Regions from separate parts of the Mus musculus genome. Here region 2 is linked to region 1. Evidence: chromatin contacts called from public HiChIP or PLAC-seq data. All regions are on one chromosome and are shown on one strand. The core of a region is the stretch at or near the end of the contact, and the rest is flanking DNA. Distances in the headings are between cores, read along the strand shown.

Evidence for each region. HiChIP or PLAC-seq counts read pairs in DNA pulled down with a chosen protein or histone mark.
Region 2: a contact with region 1 is called in an H3K27ac HiChIP or PLAC-seq map of a colorectal cancer cell line, with 5 times the contacts expected there. The contact joins the promoter of Bmp4 here to the enhancer-like site in region 1. A contact is called at or near these places in 10 of 39 promoter capture datasets (the 3T3-L1 cell line, 3T3-L1-derived adipocytes, embryonic stem cells and 4 more), 12 of 484 Hi-C or Micro-C datasets (the C2C12 cell line, the HL-1 cell line, the MC3T3-E1 cell line and 6 more), 7 of 115 datasets of contacts at active chromatin or transcription factors (a colorectal cancer cell line, embryonic stem cells, kidney and 1 more) and 4 of 9 other capture datasets (adipose tissue, embryonic stem cells, liver and 1 more).

Annotation. Positions count from the first base shown.
Region 1 is chr14:46,514,425-46,518,837 of GRCm38.p6, forward strand. No RefSeq gene overlaps it. Among named protein-coding and RNA genes, the nearest start is that of E130120K24Rik, 30 kb to the right of the region's middle. Within about 2 kb of position 2,052, at least 49 of the 459 cell types and tissues checked have an H3K27ac peak or open chromatin away from gene starts, as enhancers often do. A contact at or near this core is called in the C2C12 cell line, the HL-1 cell line, a colorectal cancer cell line and 3 more, where this site is marked.
Region 2 is chr14:46,388,480-46,393,227 of GRCm38.p6, forward strand. It overlaps Bmp4 (bone morphogenetic protein 4), which reads right to left and starts at 2,190. Exons shown (of 4, transcript NM_007554.3): 1 at 1,825-2,190. Gm15222 (predicted gene 15222) reads left to right here. Exons shown (of 1, transcript NR_166856.1): 1 at 1-803. RefSeq lists promoters at 1-1,822, 1,873-4,504, 1,873-3,279.

The DNA of each region.
Region 1 (4,413 bases), core at 802-3,301:
GATGTTGCACTTCACTGTAGGTAAACGTTATTTTTAGAGACATAAGAATCCAGCATCCAAAATTTATCACCCATCTGAGTGGGAGACATAGAGCCCAGAACAGATTTATATGTTTAGGGGGTAGGAGTGGAGTTTAAGCTCAATAAAATCTTAACTATGCTTTACTTTTTAATTTAACTTTCAAACATTGCTTTCCTGTTTTGTGACTGAGACTCTTGCACATGTCACCCTTTTAGTGAAGTATCACAGGAAAGACATTTTTGTGGTGTTTAATGGAAATAATTTTTCTTGCGGTGTTGCTCTGATACCCTGGGAAACTGGCTGTAGGAGCCGTCTTGGGCTAATTTATTAAGCAGTCACTAGTTTAAAACAACTTACCCTGTTTCAGCTCACTGGAGATCTGTTACTGGCTCTTGGGAAGACAAAAAAGAGCTGAAGACTGATAAATTTTGTAGATCATCTTGATACAGACAAAAGGAAGTGCTGGTGTTGTGTATTTCAAGGCCAGGCAGGGGCAGAACACACTGGCATGAGTCTATGGATGAAGGCTTAAATACCAGCGGCAATTCATTCGAATAACAGTGGACTGGGCTGGAGCTCCGACAGTGTGGCTGAACACTCTAAAGAAATGTTCAGACTCTCTCTCTGGAACACATTTTCATAAGAAATGCCTTCTAAACCATGCATATAGCCCTAACCATAGGAAATGAAGAGTTCTGTCTGCAGAGAAAGCCACTGATGATCCCTACAGATGTTAGAATCTGTGCTTTCTCCAGATGCCCTAGGACCGAAGGAAGGCCTTGGCCTTGATGGTACATTGGAATCACCAGGGAGCGTCACAAAGCTCAGAGGCCTGGATCCTGTCTTGTAGGTTTAATGACTTTGGTCTGGAGTTTAGCCTGAGATGGAGGAGTTCTAAATCCACGAGATTCTACCATGCAGTTAAAAGTCCAAGAACCACTGCCCTGGAAAGTAGACATAGATCTGCCTGATATCCCAGAGCTGTCAGGCAACTGTGCTGACCGAATGTAGGAGCTCTTCTTAAAATGTAACTCATGGTCGCCGAGCATCAGCAGAGGATCCACAGTAAACTGCTTCAGGGTGGACCCTCAATTCCAAATGCTGTGCCATGTGAAGGAAGCTTTGGGACAGAGCAAACAAAACGAGAGACATTGAGGAGATGGAAAAATCACTTTCACTGGGTTTTAAACTGGGCTGCCCACCTCCCAAGACAACTTGGCCCTGACCCTTTCATCAGAGTTAGAGGGACTCCTGAGCAAAAGCACTTTTGTTTGTTAATTTGTTCATTTTAAATTTCTTTTATTTATTTTTATGTTATTTATTACTTATCCTTCAAAAATTACATATATATATATATATATAAAATCCCTCTCACATCTTACATCCCTCACACTCCCATAGAACCTCTTTGTCTCCCCAACAAGTTAGCCCTCCTACCCATGTCTCTCTGTGTGCACCCCACTGTATTGAATTAAAATTGCTCCTCTCTGTGTGTACCCCACTGTATTGAATTAAAATCGCTCACATAAGCTTGACTGAGAGGTTATTTTTCACGAGCAAAGGCAACTTACTCTACATCACCGAGGACTCTCTTCCCTCCCAGCATCTATTAACTAACTGCCTGTGGCTCCTTAGGAAGGACTGAGGGCCTCATGAGTCTCCCTCCTCAGGCTCAATGGGAAGTTAGCGGTCCTAGGCTTAAGCAGGTCTTGTGCAGGTAAGCATCCATTCTGTGAGAATCCATGCCCACATGTCCAGAAGGCAGCATCTCACGACATCCCTCTCCATCTTCTGACTTTCATATTCTCCCATCCTTCCTCCCACTGATACTCCTCTCCGAACCTTGGAGGTGGGTGATGTAGCTACCTCACCCAAGATCAAGCACTGATTGCTGATTTGAAGAATCATGCCCCCTTACATATGAAGATACATAGGAACCACCTGCAGGACTCACTAAACACACAGCTTCCTCGTTGTGGTCCTGAGGCTCCTGAGTCACAGGGTTGGAGTAGGGCCCAGGAATCTAAAGTCTTCAGAACTCTCCAGGTGACTGTGACTAAGGTTCTCTGAACCCCGCCTTGGAGAAACTGAATCATCCCATCACCAGGCAACTGAATTGTTCTTCTTTGGTTAAATATATTATCAGTCAAAGAAAACAAAACAATAGCTCTTAGTGAAGTGGGTTGTGGTAATTTTCCCCCAAAGCACTTAACTAAAATTCTTATCGAAAAAACCTCCAAAAATATCCTTTTTGGGGAGGGCCATGTTTACTCCTATTTTCAGTTTATCTACCAAAAAGAATGAAGATGGATGGCTATAAACACGAAGCAGATGCAGCCATTCCCACAGCTGTGAGCCAATAGAGTTCTTGGGAATCGTGGGGCACCTTTCAAAATCAAAACTCCTCTCATGTTTCAAAGGATCACAAATGTGGATGGAGCCCAAACAACCACCATGACAATACTCGTTCCCAGGATAAGGAAATGTGTGGACGGGAATGGCTATGTTTCTCTAGGTTCAGAATTTCCGAGAGTGATTGGAAAGGCTGTTTGCATTTATTTTTTAAATATAACAAACTTTCATTATGGAGGTTTATCCCACCTGGAATCCAGGAAAATGGAAAGAGATGATAGTGTCATTTTGAGTTTGGAGTTGAAATATCAACAAACTATTTATCCAGTATCTTTTTCTGGTTCTCTCTCTGTGTGTGTGTGTGTGTGTGTGTGTGTGTGTGTGTGTGTGTGTGTGTGTATACTTTTTGCAAGATGCAGCTCTAATCATTTAGCACCAAATTTTGGGGATTTATAGCTGATGAATCTAAAAACTAATTCAACCCACACTTAAACCCCCAAAGAGGGAAGCTTTCGTGTGTGGGAGGTAGGGTACACTCTTCACTACTTGTTTTTTTTTTTTATTCAAAATTTCCCTGGTCCTCTTAATCTCTCCAGCCTTGGCCATTGTTTCTATGCTGTGCCCACATTCCCCTGGCACAGGCATGGAATGGCATGCTTGGAATGTCTCCGCCCTGCATAATAGTTTTGGACCGAGCTTATCCCTTTTTCCTTGAAAAACCTCTGTGGTACAAGCTTTTGCTATGCTTTTATGATTCTGTGTATTGTTGAACGTGGACCAAATAGTGAGAACTTCTGTTCCATCAAGCCACTGACACCCAGAGACTTCCCACAGAAAGGAAACCTAGGCTCTTCTGCCTAGGCTCCAGGTCTCTATTATTTTTGTCTTTACTTCCGGCTCCTTTCTAGTTCCTCTTCAGAATGTACAGGTTATCTCCAAGACTTCTATCCTCACTACCATTCAACTTACCTGAAGATAATAATGACTTCATCTCCTGCTTGTCTTCAGACACTCGAGTTTTTCCCCAGTGTTAACTGACAATCCCAACCAGACACCAACACCTCATCAAAACTTCAAACAGGATTGCTTTTCTTCTGAGTCAAGAAGCACCAGAACATTTAATGATTTTGTTTGTTTGTTTGTTTGTTTGTTTGTTTGTTTGTTTGGGGGAGGTTGAATCCCAATCAACAAATAGTACTGTCTGCAATAATAATGACACAATCTGACATGTCATCATCAGGGAAGACTGTCACATACATTGTTTTACTTAGTTGTCTTGGCAGTCGTAGATGACAGGTATCAGAACCTCATTTCAGTCAAAACTAGGGTCACAAAGGCAGTGACTTTGTCACAATTTTGTCAGTTGCCATAGTACATTTATAAGAGAAAATTGATACTGAAAAGATTTCACAGACCCTCAAGAAAACCATGATTAAAAATGAAAATCAAACAGGTTTCCCAATGAGACTCTGACAGCAAAGTATTCTGGGGTCAGTTAAATGGCCAGAGAAACTTTCGGGGGGGGGGATTTCCTTTTCAAATCTTACTGGCATTTAAGTGACATTTTGGTGAAACTCCATGGAAACATCTGGCCACATCCTCTCAAACCTAATTTCTTCCCTAAATGTTGTTTTTAATATGTCACAGTTGTTAAATTTGTAACGAGCAATGCCTCTGAGACTAAACAACAGCACTTTCGGTATTCGAAAAATGAACAATACAGTTACAGCAGTAGAAACCAAAAGAAAATTTTAAATAAACATTTAATTGAGTACAAATAGTTTGAAAGTTATTTTGGTGGAACTTGCCCAATCTGTGAGCTCACATTAGCATCGGAGGCTTCAAATAAACTCCATTAAAGAAAATGCACTTCTCTTCCTTCAGGGCAGAGCTGATCAGATTCGTTCTTCTAGCAGATTATAGATGAAGAAGCAACACTTGTTAGAATCTGTCTATCCATAACTATTCCCGAATAAATGTGTTAGCATCACCTAAGGAAAATGGAGCTGGCTATTTGGAAACTGAAAATGGCTTCAAAGT
Region 2 (4,748 bases), core at 940-3,439, 130 kb before region 1:
GAATCGCGGCTAAGATTCCTCCAAGAAATTCACCAACACAACTCGGGTGGGGTTGGGGGGGGGGGTGACCTGACTATCCTAAGATGCCTGGCCTGTTCTAACCTCGGAAGCGCAACTCTTGTTCCAACAGGTCTTTGCACGGGGTCCATCCGAGGACCGGAGTCCCAGGACTCCCCCGCTCCAGAGCCCGCTCCACCCCGCCTCTTTGCCTCACTTAGGAACTCGACGTGTCCAGCTGGTTTTCAACCTAACCTCTCCCCCCCCCCCGCACCGGCCCCAGTTTTCGAGGCGGGGGGCACTTTCGGGAAACCTTTGAGAAAGAAGTGTAAAGGATGGAGAGTCACGTCCTTCCTGGCGGCGGTGGCTGCCCAGCGCCATCCCACACTGCTGCCCTGGGTGCAGAGACCGCGGGCGCCCCTGAGCGACAGTCCGCTCTCACCACCATCAGCGCAGCTTTCTGAGACGATTTCTCTATTCCCCGACCAGCGTCGCCGCTGGGAATAACTGGGAAAGCGCTGGAAAGGGCAAAGGGCTTATTGTTGATTTGTTTATTTGCTTTTAAGGGGGAAAGAGATGGCGATATGCTAGCGACTGGCGCACGCGGAGCGAGGGCACCGTGGAACCGCCGACGCTCAGGATCCCCGGACAATCCTGTGCCTTTGGCGGTGTGTGGAGCGCTCTCGACGTTAAAGCCCAGTAAATAGACGAAGGACTTGTTTCAATTTCAACTTCACAAGGATCCCTTTCTAATCACTCCTTTCTTCCCTGATTTTTTTTAATTAAAAAATACAGATCAAAGTAAATTTTCATCTCCTGGTATTTTTTTTTTTCTTAATGGGGTTGATACAGCTCCTGGAGGCAGTTACCCTTCACTTTCTCCCCAGAATCTTCTTCTAAAACCAAAATTTAATAGTAGCCTCGGTTTGCCAAATATGACCCTGCTAGTGATTCAACATCTCACAAAACCTTCAGTTCATAAACCAGGATACTAAAAAAACTATCAACCAAAGCCGTGGCGGGAAACCTTCTGAGTCCCCGGGGCCCAACTCCACTGCGTGTAAGGACCCCGCAATTCCCGAACCCTTTGGAGTATCGCAAGCTCCTCATTAGCCCTGCTGGCATGTCCGCACAGACACAGCATGGCAGAAGACCCGCACAGGTAGCCTTTCGGCATCCTGGCCACGGTCCGTCGAACCTTACACCCCTTCCCAGGGAGGGGAGAGTACCAGAAGGCAGAATGCATGGGTGCCCATGTCTAAGAAAATAGCTCCTGGAGATGGGAGCGAGTTCTGTACCTACAGTTCGCTAGCTCTCAGGGGCTGGGAGGGGGTGCGTTGGGGACAAGATTAGGTGACACCCCGCTCAAGGAAGCCTCTCTATCCCGGGTCGCGCTTTAGAGCAAAGCAGGACTACAGCCTCTTTTGCAAAGCTAGCTCTGGCTAGGTTCTCTCTCCTAATGAAGCAGTCCTCAGTCCCCCACTGGTGTTGAAACTTAGAGTTGACTCCCTCCTCTCCCACTCTTATAGTCTAAGTGGAAGCAAACCCACCAAACCCCACAGTTCTTCCCAATGACCTCTCTTCCAAGGCCTTCTCTCCTTCCCGCCTCTCCTGGCCCGCACCTCCCTAAAGTAGGTTGGATAGACGCAGTAACATATATGGAGGTGCCTTTTAGCCTCCATCATCCCACCTCCAACACTGTTGGAGAAGGAAGGAGGAATAGGCCAACTTTTGCCTCGGTTACAGCCTGAGCCCCATCCCCAGCTTCTACTACGGGTGCACCTCGAATCCTCAGAATAGCGCCCCTCTCCAGGTTGCCCTGCTCACCATTGGTTCCTGCAGAAGCGGGCTCGCCAGCAGCTGCTTCTGGGGACCTCTAGAAAGCTGCAATGAACCTGGTCGAGGGCCAGAGACTGGATCGCTGCAGGCTCCAAGACGGTTTAGACGAGAATCCCATCAGGGACGGAGACCAGATACTCAGGCTGGGTTGCAGCGCAGCGGCGTCTTAGGCTGGGGTCTCTCAGCTCGGATGCCGAACTCACCTAGCTTCCGGGCCAGGCCTCGCGCTCTTGCCTTCCCACCCTCCAGCACCACCCTCTCACATCTACTCCTTCCTTCTCTTTTCCCTCCCTCTCTTTCTTCCCTTCCTCCCCAGTCTTTCCCCCCAGCGGCCCCTCCCTTCTTCCCTCCTCCCTTAATCGCCTCCCCTTCTGGGGATGGGAGCCCCGCCCACATCCTCCCATCCAGCCACGGGGCCTCGCCTCGCCTGGCAAGGCCCGGGTCCGGAAGATTGCACAGCTCCCCAGCCCTCAGTTGCCACCTTGGCTGGGACCGATGCCTCCAGCTCGGGAAGCAGCCGGGGCTCACCTGGGGACCACGTGCAAGAGGTACTAGAAAGCATGCACCAACTAGTCTCTGTACCTTCCAAAAATACCCATGGGAGTCTGGGCTTCCCTGAGTTTAGAATAACTGCTGCCCAAACTGATGATTAAAACACTGAGTAATCACCATTTACCCCGAGTAATTAGAGATAATGAAACACCTCTAAAATCAGGTTATGGAGAAGGGAGCTGTTGGATTGGTTTAAAGGGTGGCCTTCCGTAAACTGTTAAAGGATTCCCAAACGTTGAAACAGGCTGTGAGCAGGGCTGTGTGCCCGAAGGAGATACCTCTTCAACTATTAGGAGGTGACTTTCCCCCCAAAAAAGTTTTTGTGAGATGTTTCTTGTGGACATTTGAGAATTGCACCAACCCCCCTTAAACTGGGTGCCCTCCATCGATCCCCCAGGTCTAACATTTCAAGTGCACAGAGGTAGTTTGCAGGCACTTGGCAGGCAAACAGGCCTAGGCCTTGTAAGACAATTAGAAAATCCTATTTATATCTCTGAAGCCTTCTTAACTGCCAGATGGTTATTTTGTTTGTTTGTTTGTTTGTTTGGGACCTTCCAGGAAGGTAACACAGTGCCTTTTAGGCCATGTAGAGAAAAAAACAAAGTGCCCTTTGGCCCCTTTTTAAAAGAAGGGAGATGAGGAATTGAGTCTTTCATAACAACAGTAAGAACAAGAGTTGGTAATCATGCTAGCTGGGAGGTGGAATGTGGCCGGCTTTTAAACCTTCCCAAACAGGAGCTAATTTCACACCCTGCCTCTGATGGAGCTGGGAAGGAACTATCAGCTTCATCTTTGTTTTTACAAACGAGGATGGGGAAGGTGAGCCAGGCTAAGAGTATTTGCCCAGAGCGCTGAAGGAAATCACAGCCTCTGCTAAAGGGAAAGCTGCAGGGAAGGGGTGAGGCCAGCAGCCCAGAGCTTCAGGTAGCTCTCAAAGGGCTGGAAGATAGCAATTTCCGGTTCTTGGTTTCTGGGGTGGGTGTTATACTCCCTTGTCACCACAAAGCAGTCTTGACCTAGGGCCGCTCATCTGACCTTTGTACTTACACACCTTCAGAATTTAAAAAAAAAAAAACAGGAACGAGTTCCTGTATTCTACTGGCCAGAGACAAAGGGTGAGAAGGAATGTCAGGTTGGAAGGAGTGTTAGAGGCTGAGCACAACATCCTGACCATCCCCAGCCTGGAGCACACTGTATGCCCCTGACTAAGTCCTTTCATTCCAATGGGTACCACCTCTCTCATCCAGAACAGAAAGATCAGCTCAGGTCTCCATGAGCCCTTTCTATTAGAAGACGATTGATTCCCTGCGTCACTGTCACTTTAGTGAAGTCACATTGGAAACATACCTTCTTTCATTTGAAATCGTTTCTAAGTACACCTTCTCTTTTAATCTCCGATTAATCAAGGTATGGCAATAACACCAGACCGAAAAGATGACTGAGAAACGTACCCACAGCTTCTAACACAGCCAAAATTACAATTAATTATTTAAAACAACAACACAAAATTAAAACTCCATTACATTACATTACTCTATTACATTACTCCTGGGGCATCAGGCTCTGTGCTCCCATAGCAGGTTGAAGGACGGATTCAGTGCTCACCAATGCCACTACATCAATCACTGCTGCTCCAATCATTAACACAATGTGTTCCTTAATATTTAAACTCACAAACAGCAGCGATTCGTTGTCCTTAGGGGTGCAGCTTTGCCTTTAATGGATTTGGAGGCACGGAGCGGGGGGAGGGAGAGTGGTGTTTGTTCATTTTTCTTCCTTACCCAAATGTTGTTTGAATAACAGCTATTGTCTCATTTTGCTGAAACCCAGACAATAAAGTGACCTTTGGCCCAACCAGTCTGTGAAACCCAGTCTGAAAGTTTCTAATTAAGCTACCTGACAAACCCTATTTAGAATCTAAAATGGATTTCTAGGTGTTTGATGGGAAAACCCAGCTGTTATCTCTGGGGACAGCTGTACTTCTTTCTTCCCCAATTTAGATGGATACAAACTAGCCAGGTAGAGTGGTGCATGCTTTAGCCCCAGAACTCAAGAGACAGAGGCAGCCAGATGATCTCTAGGTGTTCTGGGCCAGCCTGGTCTACCTAGCGAATTCAGGACAAGCAGGACTATGTAGAGAAAGACCCAACTTTAAAACAAAAAACAAAAAACAAACAAACAAACAAACAAACAAAACCTTACCCATCAGCATCTTTGCTGACCCAAGCAAACCTAGTCTTCCTTGTCTCCCCACCCCACCCCACTCCCCCACCCCCCGCCCCGCAGCCCCCACCTCCCAGTTATGCTAAGTAACAAATTAAGTTTGGTGTGGTTTGGTTTGGTTGGTTTTGAAGCAAAGT